Regions from separate parts of the Mus musculus genome. Here region 1 is linked to region 2. Evidence: chromatin contacts called from public ChIA-PET data. All regions are on one chromosome and are shown on one strand. The core of a region is the stretch at or near the end of the contact, and the rest is flanking DNA. Distances in the headings are between cores, read along the strand shown. Region 1 has its middle 39 kb from the start of 0610025J13Rik. Region 2 overlaps Nfia (nuclear factor I/A).

What was found. ChIA-PET counts read pairs in DNA pulled down with a chosen protein or histone mark.
Region 1: a contact with region 2 is called in an RNA polymerase II ChIA-PET map of effector CD8 T cells, with 6 read pairs. The contact joins two enhancer-like sites.

Annotation. Positions count from the first base shown.
Region 1 is chr4:98,279,616-98,284,340 of GRCm38.p6, forward strand. No RefSeq gene overlaps it. Among named protein-coding and RNA genes, the nearest start is that of 0610025J13Rik, 39 kb to the right of the region's middle. Within about 2 kb of position 2,881, at least 22 of the 459 cell types and tissues checked have an H3K27ac peak or open chromatin away from gene starts, as enhancers often do. A contact at or near this core is called in effector CD8 T cells, where this site is marked.
Region 2 is chr4:97,858,881-97,863,677 of GRCm38.p6, forward strand. All of the region lies in intron 2 of Nfia (nuclear factor I/A), which reads left to right. Gm19417 (a long non-coding RNA gene) reads right to left here. Exons shown (of 2, transcript XR_376437.4): 2 at 1-3,941. Among named protein-coding and RNA genes, the nearest start is that of Gm19417, 7.7 kb to the right of the region's middle. Within about 2 kb of position 2,256, at least 28 of the 459 cell types and tissues checked have an H3K27ac peak or open chromatin away from gene starts, as enhancers often do. A contact at or near this core is called in effector CD8 T cells, where this site is marked.

The DNA of each region.
Region 1 (4,725 bases), core at 1,631-4,130, 420 kb after region 2:
AGAGTGTTGTAGCATGTAGTTTCTACTACTCTGCTTTAAGCTCCAGGCAGACGGCTCTACCAGTCACAGCCCTGGTTCCCTTGGATGAAATACACACACACACACACACACACACACACACACACACACAAGCTCATTTTTAGCATGCTTTTTAGCTCAATGGCCAGGCACTTCTAAGCCTCCTGCAGCTAACCTGCCCTTATCTTCACTCCCAGCTCAATACCTCTAATTCTGCCCTCAACTTAGTTCTAATCTCCCAGCTGCTACCCCAGGCCAAGTCAGGGAAGTGGCAATTGGCCACTCCACCCGACATGACTGGTGGCATGGCAAATCCTTTTCTTCCTCCTACATCTGCCAGCCTGCCTGTGGAAACCTGGAAGTCCCGCCTCTTCTGGCCACTAACATTTTTATTGATCAATTAAGAGCTAGTTGGGGAACAGGACCATCAGTATTCACATGCAGATTCCTGATCCGAGCATCAGAATCACACACACACACACACACACACGCGCGCGCACACACACACACACACGCACACGCACACGCACACGCACACGCACACACACACACACACACACACACACACACAGAATGTGATCTTAAAGGAGTTACAGTGAGAATGGGCAGCACTCGGTCGTGGGGGGTGGGGGTCAGGGGCCGAAGCGATAAATATGGTCAAAGCACAGTACATGAAATTCTCAAAGAATAAAAATACTTTTAAAAAAATGCCTCATGGACATGCCCACTGGCCAATCTCATTGAAGTAGTTCATCAGATAAGGTTTCTCTTCACAAGTCTGTCAAGTTGAAAACCAAGATTAGCTCTCACGAGTCCACCATAGCCTGCCTTGTCTTTGTCTTGTTCATCTCTAAGATCTCATGCTAATGTTAGTACCACACTATAAAACACAGTCTGGTTTTTTAAAAATCTCAGTCTTTAAAGTTTTCCACACTTAAAAGTCCAAGGACTCTTTAAAAATCAGATGTCTCTTCGCTGTAGGCTCCTGCAAAATGAAGAAAGAACATGTGAAATACTTGATTATTTCAAAAAGGAAAAGTTGGAATATGGTTAATATGACATCAAAGCAAAACTGAACATCTAGCAGTATAAATCAAATTCTGTAGCTCAATGTCCAGCAAATAGGACTCATGATCTTGTAGCTAAAAAAGGGCTCAGCCAGATCTTCTCTAGTTCTGCATCCATAGCAAACATCACTTGTCTTGCAGACTTAGCCTGCACCTCCTGTTGCTGTCCTGGCACCTCCAATATTCTGGTGTCTCCTTTATAACTGAGGCTGCACCTTCAGTCAATGGCCTCTCTTCCAACCCTGCTACACAGTGCCACATCTTCTTACCTGCTCTCCATGACTACTCCATTCCTTTAAAACCAGTGTCCTAAGGGAGACTCTTAAACGTTGCTAAGTTCAGCTTACAGCTCGATAGACAGCACTGGTGTCCCTGGACCACAGCTTCTGCTAGATGACCCTGGAGGAATGTTTCTGAGAAGATTTTGCCACAATGACCTCTTGATAGTCACAGCTGACTTTTGATCCCCAGCTAGCCAATATATATCATCCCAGTAAAGCAAAGGTTTGAAGTCCATAGATTCTTTTTTTAATTAGATATTTTCTTCACTTACATTTCAAATGCTATCCCCAAAGTCTCCTATACTCTCCTCCTGCCCTGCTCCCCAACCCACCCACTCCCGCTTCCTGGCCCTGGCATTTCCCTGTACTGGGATATATGATCTTCCCAAGACCAAGAGCCTCTCCTCCCACTGATGGCCGACTAAGCCATCCTCTGCTACATATGCAGCTAGAGACACGCGCTCTGGGGGTACTGGTTAGTTCATATTGTTGTTCCTCCTATAGGGTTGCAGATGCCTTTCGCTCCTTGGGAACTTTCTCCAGCTTCTTCATTAGGGGCCCTGTGATCCATCCAATAGATGACTGTGACCATTCACTTCTGTGTTTGCCAGACACTGAATCACACACACAGGTCTGACAGAGTTTTACCTTGCTTTGAAATTTCACAAGTCTGCCCCCGTTGTTTGCATTTCTCCCAACCTTCACATCTAAGCATCCACAGAAGAGCTTACTAAGCTCTCAATGAGTGCTCAATGGCTTTCCAAGGTCAAAATTCTAAATCCTTCCACGGTCCTCCACAAAACACCATAGTCATTTCTGTCACAGCAATATCCCACTCTCTGATACCAACTCTGTTCTAATTTGTTTCTCTATTGCTGTAATAAAATATTGATCAAAAGCAGCTTGTGGAGGAAAGGGTTTATTTCATCTTAGAGCCTACCGCTGAGGGAAGCCAGGGCTGTAACTCAACCTGGAGTCAGGCACTGAAACCAAGATGATGGCAGAACACTGCTTACAGGCTTGCTCCCCCTGTCTTGCTCAGCTTGTTTTCTTGTACAACCCAAGACCACTGGCCCAGGGTCAACAATGCTCATAATAAGCTGAGCCCTCCTATATAATTAGCAGAGGCTCCCTGTTCACAAGTGACTTTAGGTTTGTGTCAAGTTGAAGCTACCTGTGACACCTGCTAACAAAACAGGTTATCAACACTCTGGATAGCACCCCTTCCCATTTCCTTAGAGAGCCTATGGGTTAAAAACTACATCAGCCAGGCTTTTAGACTGCTAGCATTTTATATGCAAATTAGATTCTGTGGATTGATGCATTTGAAAAAGTTTTGAATATAAAACAGGTTGCTGTCTTTTTGTTATTCTGCTAACAAGCAAGCTCACAAAAACATAAGTATTACAAGCGACTTTGGGGCATTGATGACCAGACTCTGTGCATGGTTAACACTTCTGTGGTGTCAAGAAACTTTCAGTTGGTGACAGAGGAAGTGGCTTCGTTACCCAGCTACCTTATCTCTAAATAGAATCTATGATGATGAGCATTAAATTTAATAGTTCCATTTGTGGCTTCCTGATTCATGTTAATCTAACATTTTCAAATATTTTTAAGGCACTTCATTTCCTGTATATAATCCTTTCATGCTTAAAATATCCAGAGTGTTTTCTCTCTTATACTGTGCTATGACTAATATAGATTTCAGAAGTAGAAGTAATTATAGACAACAGACTCCCAACAATAGGAACTTGACTGACAGTAGTTACATGACTTTGTTGGCTTGAAGGTGATATAGAGGTATTCTTTCTTAGGTATTGACATGGCCATTGCCACCATGAAACAGAGTTGCTATGGTGACCTACAGAATACCTTAGTCTATAGTCACAGCTAGGTTATAGTAATAATAATGAGAGTCCAAGTCTTCACATGAGAGACCAATCACTGCTTCCTCCTTCTCCAGCTTCACTAGGTGTTGGGAGTTGATTGAAGGTATAGTAAGTACAACATTGACGAAGGATTAGGATTCACCAGCGGCTCTACTAACAGTGTCTATGGCAAAGATCCTGGTGTCTTATCTGCTTTGAGTTACCCAACTCTTGTAAGTAATCCTAATAAACTCATTGATTCACCAAATGTACTCAGATGGCAGTCCTTTCTTTAATCTGTTGACACCCTCTCTGTTTGGTGTAAGCAAGCATTTCTTTACATCTCCCTGGGAAGAGTCACATGGCTGAAGACAAGTATAATTCAATTCTTCCTGAAGAACAACAACAACAAAAAAATCAGTTCAGGGCATGGTCACAAAAATAGCTAGCTAAATCACGACATTTTTTTTAGTGGTACTACAATGTACCACCATAATGTTCCAATGTGCCATTTAATTGTGTGTTTCAAAGAGGCAATAGCTTGGTGGATCAGGGTAGTAGGAATAGGGTAAACAGAGACTAAGGGGCTGTAGGACATTTCTGAAGCAATGAAGAGCTCAGGAAAGGAAATTATAAACTAAGGTTTTTAAATTTTCTTTAAGATGTGTCTAACCTGTAGCCTCTGAGGGAACAGTTATACTCAACAAAATAATAAACTTACTTAAAATACTTGGATGCTTTTTGTTTGTTTATTCCCTTGCTTTTTGTTTGTAACTAGATTGCATGATTCTTGAGTGTGAACTTGGTAACCTCGAGTCACAATGTCAAAAGGTTAGACATGCCTGCAGGCTAGGCAAAATTAGAAACTTAGACAGTTCTTTAATTGCCCTCAGACAAACTCCAAAATCTCTTAAGCCAATAGAATGATTCCAAAAGTTAGATACCAAGACTGAGTTTTGAATTCAAATTCAATTGAGTTTATATTCTTACTTAGTCATCTATGTTTGAGTAAGACCTCACTCTGAAAAGGATGAAACCTGAAATCTAAAATGAGCATATTTTGGTAAATACAGGGACATATAAATCCCCACAGTGCTCAGCATCCCTAGGCTTCTCTCACTGCCAAAGCAGTCCTTCCTCCCATCCAATAAGCTAATTCTGCCTGTGTGTGGACTCTTCCATGACCATCCTCCTAGAGATGCTAAGAATCCTTCACATTCTGCCCTTTGACTTCAGCACCAGCCCTGACACACTAATGCAAGTGCCCTCTGGCCCCTCTTCCAGTTCCAGGCTTTCATCCAGCAGCCACCACATGTGTGAGTGGGAACTGTGTTTACAATGGGCTTTAATCAATGTATTGTATCTTGACCTATGAGTCACATCAATCATATCTCAAAGAGAAAAGAGTCTTCATTTAAATACTTGCAACTCCTGGTTATTTACACATACAGAAACTGGAAATATGTGTCATAATAGATTTATATTGAAGGA
Region 2 (4,797 bases), core at 1,006-3,505:
TACTCCTTACCCACCACGAGTGTGATGGGGCAAGATCTTGACTCCACGCCTGCGATTTCTCTTCTTTTCTCTGACCACAACAGGTTTTGTGGCAAAGATGACACACAGACAAGTTGTATGGGAATTCTTTGGAAGGTGCACATTTACAAATGAATGGAAGTTTCAGTCTGTATATTTTCCCCAGAGTAGAGGGCCTTTGTTCTCCTATAGAGACCTGAAATCTACCCACAGGAGAGGAGAGCAAGGATCCATTTTATTCATTCCCAGGCTGTCCCTTACCACTCACTCTTTCTGATTGCCCTTCATTTCCTTCCTCTTACCTTTCTGAGCTGGGTGTCATGATGTTCCAAAGAGGATGTCAGAGTCATAGCCAGATAACCCAGCCATGTCACTTTCTGACTGTTCAGTTTGGGGCAGGCAGCTCTTTTTTCAGGCTTGGTTTCCTTTCTCTGAAGCTGGTCTAAAGATGGTACCTTAGGGAATTGGTGAAGTTGACACATGAATTTCATGACATAGCAACCAGTTCTCGGTGCATTCTCAGTAAAGTATTCTGTATTAGGGATGAGCCAGCAGAGACAGGAATCAGGCCAGAGCTGATGAGAGCACTGGATTTGGTCTCAGCCTGAGGCACTGCTATTGCATTATTGCTCTGCTTCCATCCATCTTGACTCTCTTCCCCTCACGTGTGAGAGCTAAAAGAAGAGTTGAGTTACGAGGTGAGGGCATTTTGCAGATGGAGAGGCAATAGCTAAATGTAGTAACAGAAACCCTGCCCTGGGTCTGTTCCCAGCCTTCCCTGGTGGTTGTGAAACACATGCACCCTCAGCAGGCCAGGGTAGCATGCAAAGCTGTTGTGAAGGCCTTTCCCACACACCACTACCTGCCCTGAAAGCCTTGTGTGTGCTGACGCTTCACAAAGCAGATGGTTTCTTTTGCTTTCCACGTGGTTTTGAAATGAAATGGACTTTTGATGAAATAGGTTGGGGAATTCCACATCCAATTATGAATCGGTGAAAGGAGCAGAGAGAGGGTGTACTATAGAGTTTAGAAGAATTCGATGCTCCTGTTTCATCCAGCATTGGGTTAGGGAGGGAAGACTTGAATAAGTGAATCTGCTCCTCAGGGGTCCAAAACCAGCCACCAGCCCAGAATGTGATGTTCACTTTAGAAACCTGAGAAAAACAGAAGCGGCCTTCCTGTTGTCGTGATACCATACAGTGAAATGGAAGAGCAGAAAGGGACTGGCTGGTGATGGAGCTCAGTGGTAGAGCACTTTCTAGGTGCTACCCAGTTATGTTCTCAGCAATGGAGAAAACAAAACAATAAGGTTTCAAAAAAAAAAAAAGAAGGAAGAAAGAAAGAAAGAAAGAAAGAAAGAAAGAAAGAAAGAAAGAAAGAAAGAAGAAAAGAAAAGAAAAAGAAACCAAAAGCAAACAGAAAACAAAAGTCAAACCAACCAACAAACAAAAAAACAAAAACCCAGCAATCCCCAAAAGAGCAATAATAACAAAAACCACCTACCAATAAGCAGATAAATCAGGGACCAGAAATTCAGGGGAGTCTGGTTCTTAGAGCAGGATGGAGAACTGAGATCTTGGCTTTTGCTAGACCACACGCCCTGAAGCTAAAGTCATGTTTTAGGTTGTGACAGCTGAGATCCATGAGTAAACTTTTGACAGGACCCAACCAGACATGATTCAGTCTTTGAGAACGTTGTGGCATGCGGTGGGGAGGACCCTCTGCAGCTCTGCAGCTGCACTGTGTTATTGGTGTGTGGCCTCCTTCCCAGCTCCAGTTAAATGACTTAAAAAACACACTGTAAATTTTATCACATTACAGAACCAATCACCAAACATTATCTGTAGTTGCTTTTTAAACTGAGATTACTTGGTTCTGGAGTTTATTATGATTTTAAGATTTTGAGAGGCATAGTAGGGTAAGTGGGGGGATATCATTAGAGCCGACTCTTAGGGGACAGCACCGGCTACTCATGACTCTTGTAAACCCTGGGGACCTGCTATTCTTCCCTTATTTCCTGAACAACTACAAAGCAAAACACAAAAACAAAACACTAACCCTGCAGCACAGGAAGGAATAATGTGGGAGGCGGGGCTTGTGCGTTTGCTAGCCATGGGTTCTAGTCTACCTGAGTGATGTCAGAGAGGATCACATGTTGTTGGCCATCTTCTGTACCTGCTTCGGCCGCCTCTTCCTTTATAGTTACTTCACTAGTCATTTTCTCACTTAGTCATTCAGCATTTTGACACTCATGTGTGTTAAGTTCTGTATTAGTCATATTTCCGCTATTGAGAAGCCCACAGTCCAATGGAGAGGGAAAAAAAATGACAGTCACCAGCTGATTTCTGACAGAATTAAAAGCACAGTTTAAAACCTAACTTAGTTGTTTTCCTTTTTATTTGTTTTTGTGTGTGTAGTATATGTGTGTATACACGAACATGTGGATATGCCTCACTTGTGTGTGTATGTATTCCCTCCAGGGTTTTGGGGGGGGGGGGAGCATAGGTAAATGTCAGGTGTTTTCCTTAATTGCTATCTATATCCACCTTTGTTTTTGAAGAAGAGTCTCTGACTGAACCCAGAGCTTGTGGGTTGACTAGACTGGCTGGCTACTGAGCTCCAGGAATCCTGTCTCTGTGGTCTCAGTGCTGAGGTAACAGGCAGGCCCTACCCAAGTTTTCCATGGGTACTAGAGATTCCAAACCAGGTCCTGAATGAGCTATCTCTCTAGTCCTTAAGTTGTACTAGTCTTAGATGTCAATACACAAGTGGGAATCTAGTGTCAAAGGCTTGGCTGGAATGGAAGTGGATAGAGGGTCTGGCCTATGTAGCACACAGCAAGGCAGCTGTGCCTCAGGCTACATTTACTGAAGAGGGAGGCCAGAATCCACACAGAAAAATCTCAGCCAGGGCTATGTCAGCACAACTGAAATGTGTGTTCATTTTCTCTTCATTATAAATTTTACCATTTTTGTTTTGTAAAACATTTTTTTAAATTGAATATTGACCTTTATAGGATGAAGAGAGGCAAGTATCAATTAGTAAATGGAAAAGGACATTTTTTTTTTTACCCCAGGGTACTCCACATATCTAAGAGATGTTAGTTTTATAGCTTCTCATGTTATATTCATTCTTCATTTGTCAGAACAAAAACTTGTCTATCCTTTGTAAGAAACTCTAACAATCCTTGGGGATATATAAACTGGAATGTACTTCTGTGAACTCACAACAAACAGCATCATAATAATGTAAGGGTTGTGTACCTGTCGATGTTCTGATGATATCTCAAATAAATAGTAGGCAAATAAATGGTAGGCAAATATCTCGATGTTACCATAAATGCTCGAACACTATTTTGCATAGTGCTTATAGTAAGAGAGAGAAATTAAATTAGTTGGCATATCATGTAGTGTATATATCTATATCTATGTCTATATATATATATCCTCTTTTTAAGATATCCCGACTCCCCTGAGCCACTGTGAATGAAGAGGGGCTTTGATAAACCATCTCAGCACTGGCCCCGTAAGGCCTTGACATTTGCAAACTTTATTATTTTTTTTTGTCTTTTGTCCCATGCAGCAGCCACTCTTGCAAATCAACCTTGGGAAGTTAGCATTATCTTAATGAAGATCTATAGGAGACTTTATCTTCAGACAGTAAATCAGCTCTCTAGGCGCCATTCATCTCTTCCTTCAGTATGAGCTGGTGTACCGCACCTCACCAAAGCTCATCTATCTTCTGTGGGTCCATGGTTATTTGCTCTGCCCACGTCTCCTAGATCATCAAGCAGGCAGGGATGCTTTAAAAGTCACGAAGGTCAGCTGAGATGCCGAGTGTTGCCCATTACTTGAGAGGTGGTGCTCCATCACAAAAAAGAGGGATGCACAAGAGCACCTGGATTAGGCCTGGTTACTCAGAGGCTGAAAGAGACAAAACAGTGAGCAACAAAATAAAAATGTTGAGAATTTTGAAGTCTTAGGAATAATTTCCTTACTATCTGGGGAAATTATGCTGGCTTTCTTTCAGCTTCACAGTTAATTCTACACTCTGTTTTATATGCTAGGTGCTTTTTACAAATGGCATATCATTTCCCATGGTCCTATCATGGTATAGGTGCTGTCATTCCCCATGCTCATAGGAGGGGCTGACAATCACTAAGGAGGCTTAAGTAACCTCCTGAAGGATAATGGCCACAGGCTGGACTCGAGGGTCAAGGGCACCTGTCTCCAGCAATTCGTTTGGGAGCATGGGTATGCTTCAGTCTTCTTGGAATTGTCCACTTGTTGGGAAGATCAATAGGAGCCATGCACATAGAACACTGCAGAGAAGTTACTCTTGGCAGTGGGCCCCAAACCATGTCTTCAATGTGTTTCAAAACAGTCCTTGTTCATCAATTTATATTCCTTCCCGAGTGGATTCCATGACAAAGGTTTGGGTCTACATAGTTTATTTGGGAAGTGACCCCAGGAAGTATAGAATTGGGGGCAGGACAGGAAGTCTTTATAAGCAAATAAAGCTGGTACCAGCTGTGTTCAGGCCAGTTCAATCCTGATGGATGCTAAATATACCTGTGATTATTGCTCTGAGAAGTAGAGCTTAGCTCCTGAGCATGCCACTCTGCATCCCTAGACTCCCCATACGGCAGAAGACCTAAGGAGCAAAGATTGGCTATTTATGCCTGAGGTAGGAACACAAGTACATTCCAGCCTCAGTGACCTCCACGGTGCCAAGAGCAGAGCCTGCGGGGAAGAGCACTGGCATTTGCTACCATGTTTG